Linked DNA regions of Mus musculus: all the other regions are linked to region 5. Evidence: chromatin contacts called from public HiCAR-type, HiChIP or PLAC-seq and promoter capture Hi-C data. All regions are on one chromosome and are shown on one strand. Each heading gives the region's core, a stretch centred on a gene start, on an enhancer-like site or on the middle of the called end of the contact. The rest is flanking DNA. Distances are from core to core; before and after follow the strand shown.

The links. Promoter capture Hi-C pulls out the DNA fragments that hold promoters and counts their contacts. HiCAR-type assays count read pairs that join an accessible place to other places. HiChIP or PLAC-seq counts read pairs in DNA pulled down with a chosen protein or histone mark.
Region 1: an H3K27ac HiChIP or PLAC-seq map of embryonic stem cells shows a contact between it and region 5, with 6 times the contacts expected there. The contact joins the promoter of Tuba8 here to the promoter of 1700063H04Rik in region 5. A contact is called at or near these places in 1 of 39 promoter capture datasets (second pharyngeal arch cranial neural crest), 1 of 115 datasets of contacts at active chromatin or transcription factors (embryonic stem cells) and 1 of 9 other capture datasets (embryonic tail).
Region 2: a promoter capture Hi-C map of 3T3-L1-derived adipocytes shows a contact between it and region 5, with 2.7 times the contacts expected there. The contact joins the promoter of Pex26 here to the promoter of 1700063H04Rik in region 5. A contact is called at or near these places in 5 of 39 promoter capture datasets (the 3T3-L1 cell line, 3T3-L1-derived adipocytes, cranial neural crest and 2 more), 1 of 15 datasets of contacts at CTCF or cohesin (large pre-B cells), 1 of 484 Hi-C or Micro-C datasets (the N1E-115 cell line) and 2 of 115 datasets of contacts at active chromatin or transcription factors (embryonic stem cells and stem cell-derived neural progenitor cells).
Region 3: a promoter capture Hi-C map of trophoblast stem cells shows a contact between it and region 5, with 11 times the contacts expected there. The contact joins the promoter of Slc6a13 here to the promoter of 1700063H04Rik in region 5. A contact is called at or near these places in 11 of 39 promoter capture datasets (the 3T3-L1 cell line, 3T3-L1-derived adipocytes, the C10 cell line and 6 more) and 1 of 9 other capture datasets (liver).
Region 4: a contact with region 5 is called in a HiCAR-type map of astrocytes, with 4 times the contacts expected there. The contact joins the promoter of Usp18 here to the promoter of 1700063H04Rik in region 5. A contact is called at or near these places in 5 of 39 promoter capture datasets (cranial neural crest, hippocampal neurons, pre-B cells and 2 more), 1 of 484 Hi-C or Micro-C datasets (cortical neurons), 1 of 115 datasets of contacts at active chromatin or transcription factors (astrocytes) and 1 of 9 other capture datasets (pancreatic islet).

Annotation. Positions count from the first base shown.
Region 1 is chr6:121,209,422-121,212,121 of GRCm38.p6, reverse strand. It overlaps Tuba8 (tubulin, alpha 8), which reads right to left and starts at 1,388. Exons shown (of 5, transcript NM_017379.2): 1 at 1,286-1,388. The coding sequence starts at 1,288.
Region 2 is chr6:121,182,309-121,185,008 of GRCm38.p6, reverse strand. Pex26 (peroxisomal biogenesis factor 26) reads right to left here and starts at 1,342. Exons shown (of 5, transcript NM_028730.6): 1 at 527-1,342. The coding sequence starts at 744.
Region 3 is chr6:121,298,932-121,301,631 of GRCm38.p6, reverse strand. Slc6a13 (solute carrier family 6 (neurotransmitter transporter, GABA), member 13) reads right to left here and starts at 1,344. Exons shown (of 15, transcript NM_144512.3): 1 at 1,303-1,344.
Region 4 is chr6:121,244,608-121,247,307 of GRCm38.p6, reverse strand. It overlaps Usp18 (ubiquitin specific peptidase 18), which reads right to left and starts at 1,402. Exons shown (of 11, transcript NM_011909.2): 1 at 1,246-1,402.
Region 5 is chr6:122,389,902-122,392,695 of GRCm38.p6, reverse strand. It overlaps 1700063H04Rik (RIKEN cDNA 1700063H04 gene), which reads right to left and starts at 1,317. Exons shown (of 2, transcript NR_152109.1): 1 at 1,165-1,317; 2 at 9-672. RefSeq lists an enhancer at 1-91.

The DNA.
Region 1 (2,700 bases), core at 139-2,638, 1.2 Mb after region 5:
GGTCACTCTCTCCTGCGTTGTCAAATTCTTCAAGATCCCAGGTGTGTCTGGAAGCATGCTTGGCGAGTGATAGGATAGGCTTAGAGGTAGGGCTGACAGGAGAGCCAGCGCCAGAAAGTCTTGGGCAATCTCCCAAATGAACAGCCAGAGGGGAGGAGGAGGGGTGGCAGGAGGAGGGGAAAAGGAGGGCGGAGGGGATGGGGGAGGGAGAAAAGAGGTGGGGAGGAGAGAAGGAAGGTTCTGGCCTGGCTGTTCTGTCACTGACACCAGAGCAAGTGGCTCAGAGAACCTGACCTTGGCCTGTGAGATACTCTTATTCTGCCCACCCCTCTCCACTCTAACCTTTCTGTCCCACTTCACTGCGGACACACCAGGGCTTCCTGGCGTGGGGGGAGGGGGGCGGGAGAGCAATGATTGAGGCCAACGTTAGTCCCCCGCAGGGGAGCTTCCCAGGGGCTTTGGCAGAGATGCTGTAAAGCTCGCTCTGAGGGGCTGTGAAGGTAGCAGCCGCTAGTGGAGACAGCAACTAATGAAGAAGAGTTGCTGCCTGGAAGCCAGAATAGAAAATAAAATGAAACGGCTTAGGTCCCCTGGTATCTGGGTCCCAAACTTCTGAGTCCCAAAGTCTTTTTGACTTTGACCGCCGGGAAAGGTGAGGAGCCTGCTCCAGCGCCAGGCGCTTGCGAAGCTGGTTTGGACCCAGCTGAAACTGAGGGTGCCCCAAACCCAAGCCGATGGCCGAGGAGCCAGCACTGGTGACAGGCACCTGGGAAACGTCTTGGGTCCATAACACCCAGCTCGAATTGAAGTTGCCCTAAACCCAAGCCGATAGCCGATGGCCGGGTGATGAGGGTGGAGAATGACCCCGGGAACGTGCCACTTTTGATTAGGTTTGGAGACTACTCCCCCAGGCCACCCAGGTCCAGACCACCTGTCCAGAATCCCTCGGCATCCCATTTCTTCTCACTCTGGTCCACGAGTGGCTACTCCCCCAGATTCTAACGTATCTCTCCACCGAGCTCTCCAGGTTCGCCCTCCTCTCTTTAGCGAGCGCAGATCGGTCTTAGGTCCCTTTAAGGATCCAATAGCCCCTGCTCTCTACATTCTCTACAAAATATTCTCACCCCTGGGAAACAAGACCCTTGACCCTGAACTGACCCACAGACCCTCCAGGAGACTTGGAGCCCAGTAGATCCAAAGCCACCCCACAGCTACCCCGTGGCCCCGCAGCTCTCTCCCCGGCACCTGCGCGCGTCCGGGGCCAGCCCGGGCGGGGAAGTCTCACCATCGTGGCCGCTCTCTTCGCCCGCTCGCCTCCCAGCTGGGCCTGCCCACCCCAACTGCTCCAGATACGGCCGCCTCCGCGGTTGTGACACACTGCGAGGGAGGGGGCCTGAGACAGACATGCTGGGCCAGCAGTTGCCCTGCAGCATCACAGTGCCCGCGGAGGGGAGGGACCTGGGTAGGTCACAATGGCACCTCCCCTCCCACCAGAGGCTCCCTAGTCCAGCCTGGCTGCTTCTCATGCCCGGAGCTGCCACTGAGCTCCTGAGCCTTGCAGTCCAGGAAGCAGTCCTGTGACCGCAACACACGTGTGCATACAAACCCCGCATCCACTCCGAGGCCACTGGAAAGCAGTGGAAAAATACTCCAAAACAAATGCTTGTTTCTCCCCCCAAATGTTCATAGTCGTCCTGCTGCCAACACTGGCTGGTGTGGTGGGAAGACACTAATCTGTTAGCCGGTCACCTCAGTCCAGGAGAGCCTGCAGGATCAGACCAGCCCGTGGTCAGAGCCCACGCTTCTGCTTCCACCACTGCCTGCCTGGTTACTGGAGAAGTCAGAAGATGGTATGCCTCTGCATCTGCATCTGCATCTGCTGCAAGCCCTCCATAGTAGATTCAGGGATTCAGCACTATTTTAAATACTCTCAGAATATCTCCATGATTCTCAAGTCTCTCCTCCTGACCCACTCCTACAAGAGCCTTTCCTACGTAATCCCCAAATGTGTCACTTTGCATGTACCCCAGAACATCAGGGTTCTCACTGCCTCTGCCCTGTTAGGACCTCCTCTTAGTGGCCACAGATGACACTGAAGAGCAAAGGATTTCTTCACCCTCCATCTAGTTGGGTGAGGATAGGGGCTCACCTAGCCTGTAACCCTGGCTGTCCTGGAACTTGCTTTGTAAACCAAGCTGGCCTGGAACTCACAGAGCTCCACCCACCTGCCTCTGCTTCCAAAGTGTGTGCTACCATGCTCAGCTTAAGAGCCTCTCTAGTTGCCCACATTACTAACAGGCTCCACAAGTCCCTTTGTCTCCAAGTCGGTTGGGGTTGGATGGTTCTTACACCTGAACTGCGACATGGAATTCCCTATCAAGGGCCACTTCATACTTAAGAGATATAACCCAGCTTTTCTTCCCTCCCTCTTTTCTCTGGCAACTTCCCACCACACAAGTCACTGTGGGAAGTTAAGAGTTCTTCAAGATGTAGGTGGAGCTGCTGTGGCCAGATGTTGGCTCTGTTTCCAAACATAGATGAAGACACACCTTTGCTTCTGTGCTCAGGAAGCAGCAGAGTAAAACTTATCTAGGTAGTAGTTTATTCTGTTGGCTCACCTTTCATGTATTTGTCTATGAGTTTCTTGAGGAGAGGATACATGTTTTAATCATCTTTGCATGTGAGAAAGTACTGAAAACA
Region 2 (2,700 bases), core at 93-2,592, 1.2 Mb after region 5:
ACTCCCGCCATTAGCGTGGCCTCACACAGCTCTTAGGAAGGTTTACTCCACAGAGAAATGGTGCCCTCCAGCTGTCAGAGGAGGCCAATGCATTAGACAGAGCAATCTAAAGATAATTCACTCAGTCCTGCAACAGGACCAGAACAGTGTGCTTCTTGCCTTGACACCCCGCTCTACCCCCCATTTTCTATAACCTGCCAAGGCTAGGTTAAATAGGAGGTGTGTTCCCAAAGAAGGCTGCTACCTGCTTACTGAACCTCCTCACGACTGAACACTTAAAAGACATCTACCCTGTCCTGCACTGAAAAGGTGAGCCAAGAATTGACTGTGGCGTCCCTCCAAATTGTTGCATGATTTGACTTCATTGTACAGTCTCACGGGTGCAGGATGAGCAACCAGCCTCTCTCAAAGAGGATCCCTTAGGGAAAGCAAGGTGTGTGGTTGGCGCAGTCTCACAATGCCAGATATTCAGAGACCCGAGTTCCTCCCCAAAAGGATCCAGAACGGAACATAGCTCAGCACGTACGTGCCACTCACGGGCTCCTCCGCCAGGCTCTGCCAGGCTCGTTCGCAAGTCTCTAGTGCGGCATGGAAGTCCAGGTGCACCACCAACAGGTCGGACGCCTCTTCCAGCAGGTGCACCGCGGGGGACACAGCGGGGAGGGCGAGCGCGGGCTCGCTGCTCCGCAGAGGGCCCACGAGCCCTTTCAAAGGGGCTGCAGACGTCGAGGCGTCGCTCTTCATAGCCAGCCTGGGTTCGACCAGGTCTCCTCACACGTCAGGAGGACAGCTTCTCGGGAGCTTCCTGGAAATTCGGACTGGGCCTGGTAGATGTCCCGCAAGCCTCGCACTCTTCCCCTCCGCGCCTCTCCAGGTCTGTTCCTAAGGAAGGACCAGGAAGGAGCTGGACCCGGGCACAGCCTGCGCTCACTGACAGCCTAACCCTTGGGGCACTGGCCTGTTCAAGACTGTCTGTTCAAGACTAGTGCTGCCGAAGGCCCAGCACTAGTTCCTCCTGTCCCTGGACCGGTGCTAAAAGCACCGAAACTCCCAGAGTAGAGAGCGCGACAACAGAAGACCTGCACGGGGAACCCACGACGGTGGACACCTCCTCTCCACCCCTCTTAGCCACTACGACGCACGCGCACGCTGGAGCGAAGGATTCTGGGAGTTGTAGTCCTGGGCTCTTGGGTCTGTGAAGCTTCGGGGAACCTCTCGCGCCCAGAGACTGCCATCTTCCAGAGAGAACGCACTGGGTCGCCAGCTTTGGGGTGGAAAAGATGAGGAAGCTAAACCATTAGTGAAATGCCTTTGTCCTGAGAAATGTGATCCTTCCTTCGCTAACCGGAAGAGGACGAACGGAAGAAATTCCAGTTAGGAGGTGGAGCTACCTGCACCTTTATTATTAACCTCTGAAGGAGTCCGTTGAGAAGGGTCTGCTGGAAGCTTAGGGAAAAAAGAAAAAGAAAACTATGGAGCTGGCTATTTCCTCTTCCTGGGTTCGATGCTGCTATAAAGTGTGGCAGAATGGAAAGGCGCTTTCTGTCTGTTATTTCTTCATCTCTATGAGTTAAGGACTATTACTCTATTTACAGGTGACATAGGTCACACGACAAATAAGTCACAAAAACATTGTCAAACCAAAGAAAGCACTTTTTTTGGCTGAAAGGAGTGTCAGGGCAGAGGTAGATCTGATCTGTGCTTTGTATTAGGTAGGTGAACCATCAACACACAAGTGAGTTACATAAACTCCTGGATCCTGCATTGTTTATATAAATAAGGATGTCATAAAAACAAAGCCATGCACATGTCATGCAATTCTTCAAAACAGTACTGAACCAATGTAAGAACTGATGCTTTATAATATACAAAAAGTAAATACATTTAAATATGTATTTTTATGTGTTTATTTATATTGTTTGTGTTTCACAGGGCTTCTCTGTGTAGCCCTGGCTTTCCTGGAACTCACTCTGTAGACCAGGCTGGCCTTGAACTATGCCTCTGCCTCCCTAGTGCCGGGAATTAAAGGAGTGCAATACCACACCTGACTTCCTATTATATAATTTTACACAGACTCATAAATCACCAATTATCTGTGCTTCAGGCAGGATTTCCTATCTCTTCCACATTTATACTCAGTCTTCATGGTTTTACTTCGTCCAGTTCTCTACCTTCTGAACTCTCTCCCAAGTTTTCCTAGAATCCCTTGCTCCTTAGTGACTGGATAAGACAGCGAGGTGCTAGGCTAAGACCTGCTCACATCATATATGCCTTTCTTTTATCACTAACACCGACAGGACATGGCAGTCTTTAAATCTCTGCAGAAGGTCCTCACACAGCTGAGACAGAAATGTCAAGTCTGCTAAAGCCTGTGACTGTGTAAGGTGAAAGGGCCAGGATGTCACTTGTTTAAAAATATATATACTGTTTAATTCCCCCTCTCCCCCCCACTGGGGACTAGAGAGATGGCTCAGCAGCTAAGAGCATTTGTTTTTGCCAAGTACCTGGGTTCAATTCCCAACACCCACATAGCAGCTCACAACTATCTGTAACTCTAGATCCAGGGGATCCAGTGCTATGTCCACTCCAGTAGTGACTGGCTTGGCAGGCCTAAAAGCCTGGAAGCAGTCACAAGGCAAAGAGTTTCAAGGAAACTTAGCCTCCTGGAACCTTGGCATTCCCATAGCTAGAATGCCCCAG
Region 3 (2,700 bases), core at 95-2,594, 1.1 Mb after region 5:
TGTGTTTTAAACTTAATGAGCAGCTACCCTGGACTAAGCATTGCACACATGGTCATTTAATTCCTACACCAACCCTGTCATTGTTGAGAAAATGATGGTACATAAAATACCTGCAGCCGCTGCTCTGTTAAGTCAAGTCACTGTTGCCACCTAGGTAGTCAATCGTATGGAGACTTGAAGTCACTCTGCACTTACTGCTCTTTTGGTTCTACCAATGAGCTCTTGTTCGCTGCCTTGGTTTATCAACACACTTAATGTTAGTGACTCCTTCCTCGCTTTGTGCAATGGCTCCTCTTGTTTAGGTCTTTGTTTTAGTTTTTGTGTTTGTTTGTTTGTTTGTTTGTTTGTTTGTTTTGAGACAAGGTCTAATGGCCCAGCTTCTCCAAGGACTTGATCTATAACATAAACTTAAGGTGATTCCTGGGTGCTCAGACTGTGTAACTCAGGCCCTGTGGTTGATTTAGAGTGGCCTCTTTGTAGAGAACTAAGCAGGTGGGCTTTCTCCGAACCCCCAAACAAGTTCAGAGTATGGAACCTTCTCACCAGAAACCTCTCCAAGCCAGAGACTTCCCTTAGGTTCTATCTGCAACCCTAGGGACCAGAAAAGTCAGCCCAAAGGGCCAGGAATAGAAGACATCTCTGATTATTTGACAAGCTGGGGAGTGGGATCCAAATTCGCTGTGGACAAGAAGGTGAAAGTCAAGGTGTTGTTTCTCACCTGACTGACCTGATCTTCTCGGCCTCATGCTGATCCTGGCCTCGCTTCCTAACCATCACAGGGATGCCTTCCTGTGAGGCAAAGCCATCCCACTTGGCCTCATCCCCCTTCCAGCAACCAAGCAGTAACCTTCTGCCTCTTAGCCCCGTGCTTCTCAGGAGCAGTGGAGAAAGCACGGGTTCAGGCATGCCGGGTTCAGACCACAGCCGTCCCTAGCACCCTGCCTGACCCCTGAGGTTAATGAGTAACGCAGCCTTAGTTTGCTGGTCTGTGACAGTGGGAACATTGGCGTAGACTCAGCTGTGAGGCTTGAGTGGAGAGATGAATTCTATATTCACCCTGAAACTCAATCATTCTCCTCTCCAACTAGAATTCTCGACCCCTCCTCTGTCACCCTTAAGTCATGAGCCACCCCTTTCAGAATGTCAAGAGAATAGCAGAAAATGCTTGCACCTGCACACCCAGGAGCGAACCAAGAACACCATCCAGAGGACATCATGGTTGTAAATCCATGGATCCCACCAACCTACATTCTGAGGCCCAGAAACAGGAAAAAGAGAGAAAGAGCAGAGAATATTCCGAACCTTGGTGAAGTTTCTGCCTGAGGTCTTGTCGGAGAATTCTCCAGGGGGCCAGGGAAGGGGCTGGCTATTTAAAGCGTGGCTGGAGACCGCCCTGTGGTGCATGTAATCCTAAACTTGACCCGGCCCACATTCCGCCTCCTGCCTTCCCCCTCCCACGTTCTCCCCTCCCCCTCGGCCACCAGACAATCCGCACATGAGTGATTCCCTGGCCTGGGGACTCTGTCCGCCCTGGCAGTTCAGCCGGTTGCTTGTGATTCTACTACAGCATGTGTCTTGCCACAGCTTGTCTGCCCTTCCCCCTGACTCTGGGATCTCCATAAAGAGATCAGCCAGTTGCCCTGTCTTCCCACAACTCAAGGACTCCTGGGAAGCAGTCAGTAGTAGGTGCTTATTTGGTGAGGTGCTATTAGGATTAATTTAAAAGTATACCAACCTTATCGGGTTCCAAATGGCATTCTAGAAGGGACAATGATTTAGGAAAACAACAATAACCACACATTAGATTACTGAACTGTGAGAAGTCAGTAAAATATCCAACATGCACACAGACACACGCACGTATGTGCACACACAATGTTGAAACGTCTGGAAAAGGTTTCTGAGTTAATAGTGGTTGCACTCAGAACAGAGCTGGGTTAGGAAACGGTAGTTAAGGAGATTTTTCTCTTCCTTTTGAAGCTCCAGTATTGTTTGAATTCTTTGACAATGTTCGAGAACTTTTTTTTTAGCTGCAATCAATGAAATGCCAAGGTTTAAAGCAAAGTCATCAGGGAAGATTTGGCAATGGGAGGCAGACAGCTAGTCACAGGACTTTCTTTCCAGGCAGGGATGACCCTCGGAGGTGGCCGGCTGTTCCTTCAGCTGTGAGTCCCAAGACTAGAGCGCAGTCTTGGGTTCACCACCTGCTGCGAGGCAGTGCAGGGGGACACTGTGTAAGCTTTGGTGCCAGGCAGCACAGGGGCCAAGCACCACATCTGTCACTCGGGAGCTTGGAGTTTTGAGCAGAGCACACAGCTTCTGGAAACTCTCATTCTTGCAGCTATAAGATGAAGACAGTGTTGCGCACCTTGGAAAGTTGCAGGAGATTTCAGGAGAGAGTGGATCTGATAATGTAGCCAGTTCATGAATAGCTACTGATGCTGTTTAAGAATTATTCAGAATGAGCTTCTTGGAGACTTTTTTTTTAATAAAAAAGATTGTATCTTCTACTTTTATTTATGTGTATACGTCTGTGTATGTGTATATCTATGTGGGTGCCCTTGGAGGGCAGGAGAGGGTGTCAGATCCCCTGAGGCTGGACTTCCAAGCAGATGTGGGCCCACGTAGTGAGAGTGCTAGGACTCGAACCCAGGTCCTCTGGAAGGGCAACTAGAGTTCTTAACCACTGAGCCACCTCTC
Region 4 (2,700 bases), core at 153-2,652, 1.1 Mb after region 5:
TAACACACTACTTGGGGCTCCTCTGGCCGGTGTGGGATGATATGCATTAGCCTGTCCTTAGACATGCCCTCAGCCTGGAGATGCTGATACACCTTTCATGTGCCCATTGGGGCTCTGGCCACAGCCCAGTCACATGATACACTCAATTGGGAGACAACGTGATTTTCTTCCTTATAAACATCATGTTGCGTAAAAGTGCCAAGACCATGAAGCACGGTTTTCCAGAGTGAAAAAAGAAGAAGAAAAAGAGAGAGAGAGAGCAAGCAAAAAGCTCTCTCTCTTTTTAAAGTCTTCTGCTAGTGCGTAGTGAGTCAGAAGGGAGCATACACCTCATCTGCTACGCCACTTTCTGCCCAGTTAGTTCTTATGAACAAAGGAGGTGACGGTATTCAAACACACAAAGGACACTTCACAGGAAACATTCTAAAAATGTTCTGAAATATTTGCCTCACTTTTTGAGTTAATTCTAAAGATATTAAGTATGAAGTTAAGTTGTAATTTTGAAACACCACAAACTTGGACTTCCAGGGGAGTTGGGGGAGGTTGTGTTTTTTTGTTTGTTTGGTTTTTGTTGTTGTTTTTTCTTAAAGGTATATTTAGCTTTCTTTACAGAAGATGGAAAAACAGGCCAGGGAACAGGTCTAAAGCACCCTGACTTATGATACTGGACAAAAATCTCTCCGGTTTCTCAGTCCGCTGGTTTCTATTTTAGGAGTTTCTCCTAACGTGTGACTGAGTATTTGCACAAGAGCATAAAAATGATATTTGTTGATAAAACGTCTATCCCAGGAAAAACAGGACCGAACCTAAATGTCCATGAATTATTTAACTAAATCCGCACTTCTCATACAACGCATCAGTTAAAATACTGGTCTAGAAAGGCACAGAACAAGAAGCAAGACACAGAGCAATGTTAAAGATATCCATTAGAAATGTTTCTGATAAAGTATACATAAAAATGATACTGAGTTGCAAATTAAGAGAAACAACTCTACACATCTGTCTGCATTGTTTGAATTTTTAACAAGCCACTTTGGTAATTACTTTTTTAAATTAAACATAAATCACGACTACAGTCTGAATAATATAAATGCTTGGGAAGCAAATCCATTGGCCCAGTATATACATGCCAAGAATACAGACCGCCACTATTTGCAGAACCCAAGGAAATTCCTAATCATCTGGAGATGTATAAGCAAAGTTCTGGCGGATAAAGGACACTTTCAAAGTTAGCCCCAAACTTGCCTCAAGCACGGAGTCAAGCCAAAGAGCGAAGACCGAGCAGCATCTGCAAAGGGCTACAGAAGAGGACGCGGCACCGCGGAGCAGAGCAGTCTTGCTGCCTCCCAGCCTCTCAGCTCAGGAGTGTCTGCTGTCCCCTAGGCACAGCCGCCCTGGCACTGCCGGCCAAGCCTTCTGCACGCCTGGCCACGCCCCCCTCACCGCCAAGCTTTCGTTTTCCCCTAGATCCAAAGGAAAGCGAAACTCAGGCACCGGGCGGGCGGGCGGAGCGGTTGTACGCGCCCCTACAGAACCCGCAGTCCAGTCGCCTACACCAGGACACGACAAGCCGGACCTGGCCCGGTAACTCCTGGATACGCTCTCTTTTTTCATCTGCAATGTTAAGATTGGAAATACTCCCAGTTGCTGTACCTTCTGCTCTGAAAGCCAGCAGCAGATAACTCCCTTGCTGAGGCTGTCCCCAGGGGGTAAGGAGACAGCGATAACATTTACTTCATCTCTGTTAATTGCCAGGCTTATCCTTAAACACTGAAGATAAGTTTATCTGCACAATGTTCTTTTGTGCCTCTACGTTTAACCCCAATTCTATAGGATAAAATGTTTTTATTTTATCAAAGAGGTTATGACTAACTCAGGACGACAAATGGCTAAGTGCTGAAAGCAACATTCTAACGGGACCTCTGACCAGTCCCACCATTTGTGGAAAATAGCAGACCATTGCAGTTAGCACACGAGGTGGCCATGAAGGTACAGCTCTGCGAGGAACAAATACAGTCTAAGCCGAGCCGGGTTTGGAGGCTCTGGGATGTACATACATGAAATGCTTGCTAGCTCTTTACAGATGTATCTTGTATATGAGGCTATAAGTTGAGGGAGAGGGGGATCTGTTAGCTGCTGGGCTAGTCAGAATGAGGTTTCCCCATGCGCTTGTTCTGAGAGGGGTCCTCCACTCCCTACCCCCAGCACTGGACAAAGATGACAGAGAGATACATACCCCTAATCGAAAGCTACCAGGACTTTATGAAATCTGGAAGAGTCTATATTCTGTTTTGCTATTGTAGTTCAACGTAAGATATACAAATATGTCTGCCTGCCTATAGTGTGTGTGTGTGTGTGTGTGTGTGTGTGTGTGTGTGTGTGTGTGTGTGTGTGTGTGTGAAGCATGAGTTATACACAGCTGTTGAAAATAAACCAAGATGTCCATGTTTGGAAATAGAAAGTGGGGTATGGCCCTCAGGGTAAAACAAAGTCTCTTGATCAGTGGTTGAGGTAGACAATGTGGCATCTGCACATATCATGGACAAATACATTAAGTCTCCAATACATTTGCAAATCAATCAATTATGTGACCAGCTTCTTCCTCTTCTTCTTCTTCTTCTTCTTCTTCTTCTTCTTCTCCTTCTTCTTCTTCTTCTATCTGTTTGGTTGTATCCAAAAACAGGAACATCAAAAACTGGT
Region 5 (2,794 bases), core at 68-2,567:
CGCTTGTAGAAAGCATAAACATCTTTATTTTTAATACATTTGTGGCTGAGCTAGCTAGACCTCATTGGGCACATTGACGCATCATTTGTTGGTCTCTATGGTCAGGACATGCACTTGAAAACTTTACTAGATGCCAAAGTCAAGAAGCCAGGAGATGGCAGTTGCTACCCTCCACTCGACAGCACTGCCACTCAGGGAGGTAAGCTGTGGGACCCTGGACCCTGAAAACCAGCTCTGCTCTCAGACCGAGTCTGCCACTTCAGATTGGTTCTGTGTCGTAGATGCAGGACATTTCCAGAATATCTCTCCAGGAAGAGCCTTTGAAGCCTGGATCCCGTATCTGTTCAGTCTCTGATCACAACTCTTTGTCCGTACTTCCCCGGTGGCCTTTCTGACTTCTCCTCTCCGTGGCGGTCCTTTTCTTTGTATGAGTGAGTTCTCTGGTTGGCTCTGAATTTCTTACCAATCTCCCAGATCATAATGGGAGTCTTGTTTTCCTGTATTTTCTTCTTAGCCTCGTCAGCAGATGGCGGTATTGCCCCGAAGGCTGGGTTGGCATCGCTATCGCCATCGCCCGCAGACAGAGGGCTCTCAGAGGACTCCAAGTCTTTCCCAGAGACCTGGCTGTGGGAATTGATTCCAGTAAGTTTCATGTAAGCGATGGGATAGAGTCTGCAGAAAAGTCAGAATCGTTTTTTTTGGAAAATCTCAGTGTCAGGAACTCCTCCCCCAGCCCCACCCCCGGAGAACAAACTACACATCCACGAAGCGCACGCACACTGCATGTTCACCCTAAGTCCACACTGATGCTTAAAAACACTGACTACGTTCCCATTTTTGACAAGCCAAGAGCCACATAATCGTGACACCCCACCAGCCACATAATCGTGACACCCCTTTTCTCGGGTGCGGACGCCTCTACTTTTCCTTTTGCAGATCAGTCCTCTCCAAGGCGCTGCTGCTCCCCCCACACCCAGCAGACCTAACTTAGATTCTTGGGGATCAGGGTGATCCAGGCCACAGTTCCCGGTGCCATCACTGAGCGGAAGGCTGTGACAGTCTACAACCTCCCATTCCAAAGGCTTCGCCTGGGCTGACTGCTTTCTGCCCACTCTTGGTTGACCTGACGCTGCTTTTACTCAGTCATTCGTGGGGAATCCTTACTTCCACCGTCTTCAGTTATCTAAAGGACTGCATCGGGATGAGAATGGGGATACTAGAAGCTGTGCAGCCCTGGAGTCTCGGGCCCACACCACAAGGCTGTCCCTAAATTGGAAGCATACGGGACTTCCCTGGGAGAGGCCATGTTGGCGTCTCAGGCCCCGAGTTTCCCTAGCACTATCTTCTATGCTCACACCACCCTTCTCTCTCCACCCCTGCCCCCTCCCACCTCCCTTCTTTCCTTCCTTCCTTCATATGTAAGTTGAGCACACGGCTTCAAGCCCCCTAACCAAACGCTCTACTTTTTTGTTTGTTGGTTTTAATTTATATTATTCTTGGACAGTTCCATACATGACTACATTTTTATCGTTCCCACCTCCCGTTATCCTTTCTCATCCCATTCCCACCTCCCAGCCTGCTTTTTATTTTGAGATGGAGTCTCCACAAAGCTGCTTCCACTGGCCTTGAACGCACTCTGTAACCCAGCCGGGATTTGGGTTCGAGCTCCTGACCCAGCCTGCTGAGGAGTGTTTACAGGCCCGTGCTGTCATGCTCCACTTTCCAGAACTTTATCTCTTTAATCATTCGGGTTCAGACTCACGTGATCGTGAGTGCCCGTAGACTCATGGCCAGATTATCTGGCCTCCAGCTGCCTGTGCGCTGATGGTGCAAAGACCTGTCAAGCTGGGGAAGCGAGGGCTGATGGGCTGGGAAGCCGGCAGGCTTGGAGACCTCCCTCCATGTTTCCTGCTCCATGTGCTTGCTTCTGCTTTCCTCCCGTTTATTTCCCTCTCTCCTTTCCTTCCGAGGCTATGTGGTAAGTAAATGAGCAAAGACTCAAAAATGATGTCCAAACAAATCCATCCAACCTGGAATATCCTGAGGGTGAAAGGAGAGCTTTTGGTACTTATGACAGGACAAGGACTCACCACAGGACAGGTAACTAGTCTGCTTTAATGTGTTTACCCATTTTTAAAAATATTTTTTATTTATTTATTTTTTTTATATGTAAGTACACTGTAGCTGTCTTCAAACACTCCAGAAGAGAGCATCAGATTTCGTTAAGGATGGTTATAAGCCACCATGTGGTTGCTGGGATTTGAACTCAGGACCTTTAGAAGAGCAGTAGGCGCTCTTAACCACTGAGCCATCTCACCAGTCCTACCCATTTCTTAAAAAATATTTTGTAATAGTATCTTCTAGTCTCCTGTTGTAATTGTTGTCTCTGAGGCTTACTGTGTTAACTTAGGCCTAGTCCTGGAAGCTTCTAGCCTCTGTATAGTCTTATCTAGGCCTAGAATGTTTCCAACCTCTGAGACTTACTGCTGAGTGAGCTCACCCTTTCTTTTTTCTGTGGGAAGCCGTTGCAGAGTGGCAGTTGCAGAGTGGCAGTTGCAGAGTGGCAGTTGGCTACTGCTGGCCACCACACATACATAGGCAGTGAAGGTTCTTTTGCCAAGACAAGTTAACCAATCAGATGTGAGATACACCTCTCCTAGGCCTATGTAAGCAGCGCCAGTTCTGGGCTCAGGGTCTTTCGCCTCTACAATCAAGCTCTCCCAATAAACGTGTGCAGAAGGATCCTGTTGCAGCGTCGTTCTTCCTGGCCAGTCGAGCGCGCGCAAGATTTTTC